Regions from separate parts of the Mustela erminea genome. Here region 1 is linked to region 2. The links are chromatin contacts, called in public Hi-C maps. All regions are on one chromosome and are shown on one strand. The core of a region is the stretch at or near the end of the contact, and the rest is flanking DNA. Distances in the headings are between cores, read along the strand shown. Region 1 holds the start of SFR1 (swi5-dependent recombination DNA repair protein 1 homolog). Region 2 holds the start of SLK (STE20-like serine/threonine-protein kinase).

Region 1 (5,800 bases), core at 2,285-4,784, 150 kb after region 2:
GATGTCCTGGCCGAAGGCAAAGGCTTAATCCACTGAGCCACCCAGGTGCCCCACAAATGTATACTTATATTTTTAGTTGTTAAAAAAAAATCTATGGATACTAGGTATATCTACATAATATAAAAATGGTATTAATACAGAAAAGTCAATGGAATGGAATTTAGGTCACTCTGAGATTACCGTTAAGATTTATAAAATAATGCTACACCTAAGAATTTTAAAATAAAGAAACCCAAAGCAATGAAATTTTAAATTGTGCCTTAACCATGGTGTGTGTGTGTGTGTGTGTGTGTGTGTGTGTGGTTTATATGGAGAAAGAGAGAAAGACTATTTTCTTCTTGTCATTAAAAAAGAATAAAAAAGCCTCATAAAGATTTTTAGGCCTATGTCATCATCCCACTGACAATAATCACAGACTAAGGAAAGAAACATTCACCACTCCCTAATGAATAACAAAGTAGCTAACAGTAGCCTTGGGTATTGGAGAAATTTAAAAACACAGGGAAAGCCTGCCTTAGGTTAATATTAATTACTATTATCATAGAATTCTATTGTTCAAATTGTTCTCTATGGTAGAATAAGGAGCCCTTGCCTTTTGGCTCTCTAGGGCAGTGTTTTTCCCACCCTGAAAAATTTCAAGTAACATACAATGTCCTTTTTCACAAACAACAAACTACTTACATAGATTTTGGGCACTTAAAGTCATGGAAGTGTTTGCGAGGCTTTATCTAAAGATAAAATGAAAACTGTATGAGGGCTATATTCCAGATTCCTTACACCAAGTCGAGAGTGGAAGCTATGTTTCCACTTGTGGATGTCACTGGAGTAAGTAAAATACAAACTTAAATGTGGGAAGATCATTCAGTTGTAACAACACATAGAAGCCAGAGATGTAGGTCAAAAAATGCACATTTCTAAAATACAGGTTTTTCTGAATAGTTATTCTGAAGTTCTTTGAAAATCTGGCCAAAACAATCCCATTTAATATAGCAGTTCACATAATAAGCAAGTCAGAACATCTGCCAGGCAAGATGTTGTTTTCCTTTATGCAGCCAGCAAAAACACAGCTCTAAGCTTGGGCTGTCCTGATAAAAGGATTTTGGAGCAGCTGATTTTAGAGAATCATAAAAACAACCCAACCTTATGCCCCAAGGTATAAGGAATATGCAGAGTCTGCATTGTGCTTCTAGTGTCAGGACAAATCAGTCTGCTCTTTTCAGCGTGAGTAACTGATGCCAATGGATGAGTTCAGGGAGAAATAAATGTACAGACAGACCTGTGGCTTGATGTGGTAACACTTGTGTCAGAAAATCATGAGTTTGGGGTACCTGGGTTGGTCATGGTTAAGTGTCTGCTTTTGGCTCCAGTCCTGGTTCCAGGTCCTGGGATCCAGCCCCTTCTGCCGGCTCCCTGCTCAACTGGTAGTCTGCTTCTCCCTCTGCCCCGGCCATTCCCTCTGCTTGTGTTCGTTCAGGTGGGTAAATAAAATCTTAAAAAAAGAAAAGAAAAGAAAAGAAAATCGTGAGTTCTCTCTTTCATTTTGTAAATTCCTTGAGGTTAATTTACTCAATTTTTTAAAATTTAGAAGGGGAATATATATTAATTATATATGGAGCCACCAAGTTTTCTGCTACTTTCAGCTTAAATTGTGTGGGGTTTTATGGATTACAGCATCTTTAAAAAATCTGGCCTTTTTTGGGGAGATAAAGCAGAAGGATAAAAGAATTACCATGCATACTGTTGTATCAATTAAGGAATGGTGAATATAGAAGCATTTATAAAATAACAATTATGGAGTGGGTCCTAAATATCTACTGCTGTTTTCCTTGCCCCTCATGAATTCTCATTTAATCCTCCAATCCCTAGGAGGTTGATATTATTATACCTGTTTTTACAGATGAGGAAACCCGGGCATAGAGACACTACTTGACAAAGCATATAAAATAATGGTGTCAGGATTCGAACCTGGGCAAATCGCCTCCAAGGTTTAGGTCCTTAATCACTGCACGGGGTTGTCTTCAGTTTCTCTGGATCTGACTACTTAGGGCTCAGTTAATTCCTCAGGGTCCTGGCACCTCTAAGCTATTAGCTCTTTGCAAAGAGACAGTATCAACGTTTAAAATGGACATTCAGGTCGTCTGGGTGGCTTAGTGGGTTAAAGCCTCTGCCTTCCGCTCAGGTCATGATCCCAGAGTTCTGGGATCGAGCCCCGCATCAGGCTCTCTGCTTGGGGGCAGCCTGCTTCCTCCTCTCTCTCTCTCTCTCTCTCTGCCTGCCTCTCTGCCTACTTGTGATCACTATCTGTCAAATAAAGGAATAAAATCTGAAAAAAAAAAAAAAGCCATTCATTAGGTTTTAAACACCAGCTCCTTAAAATTCCCAACTTCCAGGTGACTCAGAAATTACTAATTGTCGTTCCCCAAACCCAATGCTCCACCCGATTTATTTAACTTTGTTGTTGCACAGCAACAGAACATTGCTACCAGGAAGCGAGGTGTTTTTTTTTTTTTTTTTTTAACGTTTTATATTTAAAAGTAATCTCTACAGCTAAGGCGGGGCTCGAACTCAGCTCCCCCCGCCCCCTCCCCATCAAGACGTTCGCTCTGGCGACAGATCCGGCAGAGGCCCCGCGGGACGACGATTTTCGACGAAGGCGCTGCCCAGTATTCAGCAAGGGCTAGATCTGCCTCCAACATCAGGATTCTGGAAAAAACAGAAACAAACATCTGAATTCAGGACCAACACAATCTCATTCAGTGATTGGTCTGCTTCCTGTGTAGCCCAAAGGGGTTGGACCCAAATCTGACCAGACTTGAAGCCAAGCTACAGAATCTAAATGTGGGGGTAGATGCAGTAGAAAACCTGTGAGAGAAGCGCCGTTTGCACATCAGTGACTGGAGAAGAGCTCGACCCATCCGCCGGGCCTCTTGGAGCGATTTCTAACATGTCGGATTCTCTCAACAGGCCGCCTAAGCCAGCGCTCCCCTCTTTTGCGGTCTCTGCTTTACGAGAGTTTAGCGCCCTACATTTAACCCGGAGCCCGGTCTGCGGCTTCGGGTCCTGCCCGGTGTGAAGACGGAGGTTTCGTGTGGGGAGTGAGGACAAGAGACTAACGGCGGGGGGGAGGGGGCGGCAGCGAAGACAGGAAAACCTAGGGAAGGGGGAGGGGCACGCCCAGGCGTAGTTCACACACACAAAAACTAGGAAGGCAAGGCCTGGAAAGAGGAGGTGGGGGGGAAGCCGCGAAGAGAAGCGCAGCGCACTGAAAATCCACCCGTCTGGCGTTCAGTGACTCTGCCCCGGCCCGCCCCCAACGCGGCTGAGGCTCGCGGCCGCGCGCAGACAGCGCCGTTAACACTCCGCCGTGCTCCGCCCTTGGGCGGAGCAGAGCGGAAAACGTCAGTCCACCGGGCCAATCACGCGTCTCTACGGACCTCGCGTGACCCCGCTTGGCCTCCGCCTCCTCGCGGTCCCCGGAGGCCGCGCGTGCGGGCGCGCGCCGTCTCGCCGCTCTAGAGCGCCCAGCCCCGCGGAGCTGCGCGCGTCGGTCAATTCAGCCTATCGCGCGTCTCTTCCGCCTCTCGCGCGGTCCCGCCCCGCCGGGGCAGCGCGCAGGTTCTGTGCTCTGGGGATGGCGGAGGGTGGTGGAGTCTCGGTTAGTGACTGAATATCTGAGAGAGTGGGGCTGCTTCGGACGTCTGTGGTGGAGTCTAGTAGCGCTCCCTTTCTGCGGTCTGGGGGCGAGAGTGAGCTGGGGTCTCTGGAGGGCTAGTGTGGGTGTTCTGCAGTGGTGGGAGGTAGGAAGCAGCTCCCCTTCATACCCCATTACAGTGGACGCCTTTGAGGAAGACGGCTTAAGCCAACTCTTTTCTAGGGTCTCTTCGCCACTTAAACGACACACACGGGCGTATGCTTATCTGCGCTTGTGTTCCTTGTTCGTCAGGCCTGAGTGGTCATTGGCGCTAGTCACACAGCTTTGTAGGGTTTAAGGTACTGTGACAAGTCTGATGATGTTTTTCGAGTCAAGATTTCAGTTGTATTTCATTATAAAGCCGGCGTAACGAAATTAAAGAATTCCCGAAGAATTACAGAATTATTCTCGCTACCCCCAAATGGCGGATTTGAGGATATTTTGATAGATAAAACAAGTGTTTATGTGAAATGCTTATTTGTCCTGAAAAAACCAGGAGTCACGTGGACCAAGTCTTACTTAGGAAAGTAAACGGGAAGCTGCAAAAAGAGCAACAATGAATCACAACTAAGTGAAGTTGTTGCTGGCGTATTTGTGGATGTTATGTGTACAAGAGTAAAAAGTTCTTTCACAAAAACTTAATATATCGCCTTATCAGTTTTGTTTACATTCTGATTTTTTTTTTTTCCCTAGAGGTAGGCGAAGATTTCATTTCCAAGATGGAAAGCCCGTCCGACTCAGCTGTGACTTTACCTAGCACTCCACGGGCCTGCGCCAGCCCACCATCTCCCCGTACAAGCAGTTTAAGAAAACAAGTAAGAATATCTTACTTAGTTCTTTCGCTGGAGCTACTGTATTTCTACATATTGTGCCAGTAGTGGGTTTAATTCTACAAAAAAATGTCAGTTAACATAATGTGTAGATCAGTAAATAGATAACCGAACTATTAAATAATTTTAGGTCTTTATCCTAAAATAATCCCCGCCCCCTCCACTCCACCACCCCCCCCACGCCATTTTCATCTTGAATCAGTTATTTTCATTTCGTTTCGATCAGGTTACTACAAAATTCCAAATTGAGGACGTTTGAATCTGCAGTATTCTGAAGGTCTTTGGTGGAAGGGATCTAGGTCTTTTACTTAATTTGTAACTGAAATATTCATTAGCGTCAGGAATGTGCTAGTTGCTGAACAGATATTTGTGATGACAAGGATAGGGGTCTCAACACTGTTTTAGAAGGGTTCTGACGTTTCTAAAACAAAAATGAAATTAACAGGGCTTGCAGGAATTACATTTTGTGGCGGTTACTTCAGGTAAGTGGAGATACAAAGCCATCTAGTGGTGTCAACCACTTCTGTCAAATAAATACAAGGTTTTTATTATTAGTGGGTTTGTTTACACAGGAATGTTTTTCTTGATTAATGTTTTGTGCTTTTTTCAGCCTATGAGTGCAACACTTAGAGAACGATTGAGGAAAACTAGATCTTCATTTAATTCCCATTACAATGTGGTAAAACGTCTTAAAGTAGAGAATGAAGAAAACGATCAGACTTTTCCTGAGAAACCAGCATCTTCAACAGAAGAAAACTGTTTGGAACTTCAGGAAAATTTTAAACACAAAGATGGTGAATTCAAAGAAAGTACATATTTGAAAAATACCTTCAAGAATATCAGTGCGTGTGAATCTAAGTCTCTTGATACTGAGTCATGCAGTGATCTCCAGAGTGACTTTGTGAATGAGGAACTTCCCAAACAGGGATTAAATGAAGAAAGAACAAAATTGATGAAGCAGATTGAAGAGAAAGAAGACCTTCTTCGGAGGCTAAAACTGGTCAAAATGTATAGATCAAAGGTGAGAATAATTTCAGAACCACTTCTTAATATTTATTTTTAAATAAGCGATAGGAAAGTAATTTCAAAGAGAAAATATTTAAGCATAAGCAATAAGCCATACATTGAGAAACCTGGCTCCCAACAACTGTAACTCAAATGTAAGTCATAGATTTCGAGTAGAAGAGGCTCCTACACACCAGATACAACTTTAGAAAGTCCCGGCTCTCATTTAATATGCAGTTGAAGTTTTTCTCTCTAGTTTCCAGCCTGTAGCAAT
Region 2 (6,176 bases), core at 1,802-4,301:
ACAATCCAATCATTTTTAGTCAATGTATAGAGTTGTGCAATAATCACCACAATCCAGGAGTGCCTGGATGGTGCAGTCACTTAAGCATCCAACTGTTGGTTTCAGTTCAGGTCATGATCTCATGGTCGTGGGATCTGGTGGTCTGTGGGGCTCCCATCCTCACACTCTGCACTCAGTGAGGAGTATGCTTGGGATTCTCTCCCTCCCCTTCAGTCCCTCTCCATGCTCTTGTGTATGTACATGTGCTCTCTCTGAAATAAATAAATCTTTAAAAAAAATGACCACCATCCAGTTTTAGAACTTTTTTGTTACACACCCATCCCCAAAGTTCCCTGATGCTCATAGGCTTAAAATTTCACAGTGTCTAGGATGGAGGTGAAGTTGGGGAGGGGAACGCAGGAGGAGAAAATGACAGGCAGCTTTGTAGTTGATAATTTCTGTATTATTTGAATTAATTTACAACAAGAATATGCTTGCTCTCTTTTAATTTGAGAAAACAGTAAAGGGTTTTCCGTTTTTAAAAGAACAAAAAAAAAAAAAAAAAAAAAAAAGGAAACAGGTTTATACCCTTTGACCCAAATCTACTTCTGGCAATTTATCCCAAGGAAATAATCAAATATGTGGAAAAGTATTTGTGAACAAAAGTATTTATCAGTGTTTTATCTAAAACAGAGAAAAGTTCTAAGTAATCTAAATATCTCATGATGGAAGAAAATAATTACTAATAATACTGGAATATGAAAAGTACAGGATGTAAACTCTTATATGCAATACAATTTTATCCCAGTTAAAAAAAAAAGTTAATGCACAGCCAAAAAATTCTGTTTGGAAATACTGTATGTATCTTACCAATGGTTATCTCTGGATGGTAGAATTACAGTACTTTTTATTCCTTGCGCATTTCTTAATTTTCCATAATGAGTATGTTACCTTTACATGTAGTGCCACCTACATAAATGACACTAATTAGAATGGGTTATGGTATTGTTTTCACAGGTGTATACATTTTTCAAAACATTAAAATGTTTATTTAAAATACGTGCAACTTATTGCATAACAATTATACCTCAATAAAACTATCTGAAAGACAAGGGGATCTTGAAAATAAAATCAGGGGCACCTGGGTGGCTCAGTGGGTTAAGCCTCTGCCCTCCGCCCAGGTCATGGTCTCAGGATCTTGGGATCGAGCCCCCACATCGGGCTCTCTGCTCAGCCGGGAGCCTGCTTCCCCTGCCCGCTCTGCCTCTCTGCCTGCCTCTCTGCCTACTTGTGATCTCTCTCTCCCTCTCTGTCAAATAGATGAATAAAATCTTAAAAAAATAAAATCCACAATCATCATAACCTTACTGAAAGAGGAGTTTATTGTGCCATTTTGGGGCTGGAGGGCAAAATGGTTGCGGGGGGTGTTATATAGATAGTAACACAACATTTTCTCTAATAACCAACCTACCTTCCTTCCTTCCTTCCTTCCTTCCAGGGATCTGCCTTGCCATTATATGTCAGGAAGGTTGCCAGGTTCTTGGATACCAAGATGAGCAACAAATCACTGGCCTGAAAGAGCTCTCGTCTGTGGGAGGAGGGGAAGGCAGGTCACCAGCCGCTTACTCGAGCCAACGCCCACATCAGGGCCCTAGGTGTCTTCCACTCAGGCTGCCCAAGGGGGCCGGAGCCAGGTCAAGAAGTGAAGTTCTTAGTCAGTGGTTCAGATGGAGTCACGAAGGGTAGCACCAGGGTTACGACTGTGGAAGTGGATAGGAGAAGGTGCATGACCCTCCAGGGAGTGTCGCGGTCATCACTTGAGAAGTGAGCTTAAGCTGTATTTATGTATCAATGCCTCTCTTACCGGCACACTTGTACAACAGCAAGAACGAAAACAACATTTGCCTGTGCAGGCAGCATGTTAAGGGCTTAGATCTATTGCCTCATTTATTCTTCGCCACAACTCTCCCGGGTCTGCATTTCACCATGAAGAAACTAAAGCTTGGAGAGGTTACCCGCCCAAGGTCACAGAGCTGGCAAGCTCTGGCTCCCAAGCTCCCAGCCACAAAACAGACTCCCTTCTCACAATACTCTGGCACCCCTTAGAGAGGAAAAGTTCCACCTTCGGGCCCCAAACATCAGCTCCCCTTTCACTCTTTACATAAATTTTCCAGATCCACAACGGAGGCAACATCGGCTAGCGCAACCAACAGGGTCGTGTCCACCCGGCAAAGCCACCAGAGCGGTGGGCTGACAAAGATTTGGAGCTTGGAGGGCAAACCTGTAGCGACCGTCAAGGGGCTCGGAGTCCCGGCGCCCATACTCCACGCCCCTCCAGGCGGCCCGCAAGCCCCTCCCGGCAGCCACAAGGCAGAGCTCAACGCGCGTGCGCGGGGCCAGAGGGGACGCCCCCGCGCGAGCGCGCGGAGAGCGGGGCGCGCGGCCGAGGGAGCGCGGGCGCGTTGCGGCGTCGGCGTCTGCGCGCGTTCCAGGACGAGGCTGTGTGGGCTGGGGAGCGAGCGAGGCGGCGGCGGCGCCTCAGAGCCGAAGGGACGCGCGGGCCTCGCGCCGCGGGAGCAGACGGTTGCGGAGGCGACCCTGGGCTAGTGGCCCGAGGCGGGTGAACTCGGCCTGTCGACTGCCCGGCTCGGGGGCCGCCGGCCGCGTCCGTCGCGCGGAGTGGTCGCCGCCCCAGGAGACTCGCCGTGACACGGGCCTAAGCCGCGGCGACCGCGGACGTCCGGACCGCTCGAACCCGTCGGGCCGGCCCGGGTGGGGACTAGCGTCCGGGCAGGTGCCGCCCCCTGAGGGCCGGCCGGGCGCCCGGCGCCCACCCGCACGGCACGCGGGCCGGGCTCGGCGGAGGGGCCGCCCGTGCAGCCCGCAAAGGCCCCCCCGCGTCCTCGCCCCGAGGGCCGGAGCCCGCGTCGCGCCCCGCCCTCCCGGGGCCCGGCCCGGCCGGAGCGGCGGGAGCCGGGAAAGCCCGCGCCCGCGGTCTCCGCCCGCCCGCCGGGCTCGCGCGGAGAAGAGGGAGGAGAAACTTTGCCTTTTATTGTTGCCTTTAGTCCTTAAGTGCAAGGAACTCTGCCAGGAGGAAAAATGTCCTTCTTCAATTTCCGTAAGATCTTCAAGTTGGGGAGCGAGAAGAAGAAGAAGCAATACGAACATGTGAAGAGGGATCTGAACCCCGAGGAGTTTTGGGAAATCATAGGAGAACTGGGGGACGGAGCCTTTGGAAAAGTGTACAAGGTAAGAAGGAGAAAACGGGAAGTTGCACTTGTTAAGATAAAACTGCCCCTGGTCCGGAGTGGCACGAGGATTTCTCGCTCCCCTGGTCCGTTTCCCGTCTCTTGCCCCTTCTTTTGACTTCGTAAAGGTACAGTAGAACTTTATTGAGGTTCTCATCCAAGGAGTAGCTAAGACCGGAGGGTGTAAGGTTGAACAAAATGGGGCCTGTTTTGTAGTTGAGACTAATAGCTAAAAGGAGGCAGGGTTATAGAGTCTCCTCTGTCAAACTTTAAAGGAAACGACGGGGTTCGTTAGTTTAAAGGAGGGGTCTGGTTTTTAAAATCAGAAACTCGGTTTGCTTTTCAGTGGATTTTTATTGGTCTATAGCTGTTCGCATTCACTTATGGGATGCTTGGACTAAAGCAGTCCCCTTTTAGGGTCCAGACGCATGTATTTGGTTTTATCTATGGCTAATACACACCCGTCTTCTTGGATGAGAGCAGAGTGACTGCTGCTTGCAGGCTCTTCTTCAGTTGGTTGCTTGACAGCATGCTCTAAAACGGAGTGGAATTTCTGATAGAAATTTTCCAGAAGAAAACCTGCATCTGGTACTAGTTTCTAAATATAATTACAGCAGTCCTTGACTAGAAGTCAATACTAGTGCTTAAGAAATTTTTAAAAATACCCATATATGCAGACATATTTTTATGTATGTTTATTTCAGTTGAGTTTTGATGTCTCAACGTGAAGGATTAGTGTTAACTGTTTGTTATTTCATAAGCAGTGTATGAATGATGTCATTGGAATATTTTCATCCTGAAGGGTGAGGTTTTTATGAGACTCAGTTCAGGAGGAAGGACCCACAGGGTTGCCTAGAAGTGAAAACATAAATAACTTACTTTTATACAGGGTTTTGCAGTTTTTAAGTCACTTTCACGTAATTCGGCCCCCCACCCCCAGACCCTGAGACTCAGAAAATTTTTAAAGTCACCTAAGTCACAGTCTAGATTTGAACTCTCATCTTCTGACCCTGTACTTACTGTTGTTTTTTACTTAATGTCCATTGGTGGAAATGATAACATTTTTCTCCTAAGTATCATCACACTTCTGCCTTTGCCCTGCCTCAAATGCCTGTCACAGCTCCCAGTCCTTATTTTTTCACTTAAGCTGGAATAGCTACTCCTCTCTGTGTGCTTTCAAAACATGTTGTCACATGGCTACTATAGCACTTGTTACATATTGTAGTTAATGATAAAACTAGGGCCCAGAATTATGATACACATTTGTGTGATATTCCTGTATTGCCTGAGCACATGGTGCATCTCTGTATCTGTTGGATTGAAAGAACGTTTGTTACCTGCATGTGAATGGTATTGAAGCTATCCTATGCTGTCAACGTTGGCAAAATAAACTTCACTGTTTGTGTGGAGGGTAGAGTATGGGTTGCAGCAAGATCTTACAGTATAGTGTAAGTAAGACAGGAAGAGCTTTTAGTGCTGTGGGAAGATCACTTTTGGGAGTCAAGAATTGTCTTTTAGTGCCGTCTGTCACAAACAAGCTTTGTGGTCTTGAACAGAACACAACTTCTGTGGGTCTTCATTTTCTTAGCTGGAAAATTCTGCATTTTCCTAAACATTTGTTTAGATTCCTTCACGAACTATCATACTGTGAATACGCAGTTATCTAAGAAAGGTAAAAATAAATCCTCAGGGCATATGGAATCCAGTAGTTAGAATGCGCTAGGTGATTATGGGCAGTTTTCATGGTATAAATGTTTTATCAAATAGAAACAGTGTAGTATTGGCTACACTGGCTCTGGAGTTGGACCATATATGTAGGCTCTCTCAATAGCAGCCTGTGACCTTGGACAAATTCCTTATTTTTAAATACTAATTTTTCTCATCAGTAAGACTTGCTTGTCAGTGTGTGAGAATTAAAGGAATAAAGATAAGGCATGTGGAAGGGCTCAGCGAGTGGTAGGAATTACTGTTAATTACATTTAGAGCTCAAAAGTAAAATATGGGATGAGACAGGAAAAGGAGCCTACAAAGATAGTAAACCATTTTCTTGTTTTCCCATGGCACAGGCAGATTGTGGGGATTTCATTTTTAATGACACTTTCTGCAAAATGTAACATATCTTCCTATAGTGAAACATCAATTGAAAATTTTCTGAAAAAATAAGAGACTTACCCCATGTAGTTGAACACTACAAAATTGTGTTAAAGATAATAATTGTGAGCTTGATTACTATTTAAGGGTGATATTTAAAGAGTATGTGTTCTTTGCATTTTACTTTTTCATTTCACTATTCTGTACTTCCAGGGAATGGGCTCTGAGTTTTTTTTTTTTTAAAGAAAATTTAAAATTTAAGCTTACATGGCCTGTTTTGCCTTTTTCCTAAAAGTTTTTTTGTTTTCCAAGATCTCTACAAATTTTAAATTTATAAACTTCCTTTTTGTGGAGGAACAAGCTAGCAAACCTTGATATTGTATGTAGTAGTATGTAGTAGAAAACTGTTTCTAAAACTGATTCTTTCGTTTGCTCATAAATAATAGTAATTGTTACAAAGATCAATGGTGAACAGGCAATCATCTCATTTACATATTTAGTTTATTTGAAACATTTTTCTGTCATACAGTTGTATTCCTTCGACTCCGTTCAGCACTATACAACTGTAACAGTTACCTTCTTGCCTGAAAAATCTTCACTATTTTAAATTTATTTTCTCTTTTAAATGTAGTATTATTTGACTTATTAACGAAGATATGTAGTATCTCTCACAGTTTTTTATGTTTGGATTGACATAAAATCATGTTTTGAATAGAAACTGAATTCCTGTGTGCTGGATGAAAGTGATTCTTTTTATGGCCCTTGATGGACATGTGCCTTTTTTCAAAAAATAGTGAAATACGCGTGTGAGGTTCATCGTTATCACCTACAGTTGTAGTTTATTTCCATTTTGCATGG

What was found. Hi-C and Micro-C count contacts between places; a contact is called where the count stands out from the background.
Region 1: a contact with region 2 is called in a Hi-C map of spleen, with 5 times the contacts expected there. The contact joins the promoter of SFR1 here to the promoter of SLK in region 2. A contact is called at or near these places in 2 of 3 Hi-C or Micro-C datasets (skeletal muscle and spleen).

Annotation. Positions count from the first base shown.
Region 1 is chr14:67,460,117-67,465,916 of mMusErm1.Pri, forward strand. It overlaps SFR1 (swi5-dependent recombination DNA repair protein 1 homolog), which reads left to right and starts at 3,535. Exons shown (of 4, transcript XM_032313466.1): 1 at 3,535-3,615; 2 at 4,385-4,506; 3 at 5,132-5,542. The coding sequence starts at 4,411.
Region 2 is chr14:67,312,838-67,319,013 of mMusErm1.Pri, forward strand. SLK (STE20-like serine/threonine-protein kinase) reads left to right here and starts at 3,052. Exons shown (of 18, transcript XM_032311831.1): 1 at 3,052-3,228. The coding sequence starts at 3,079.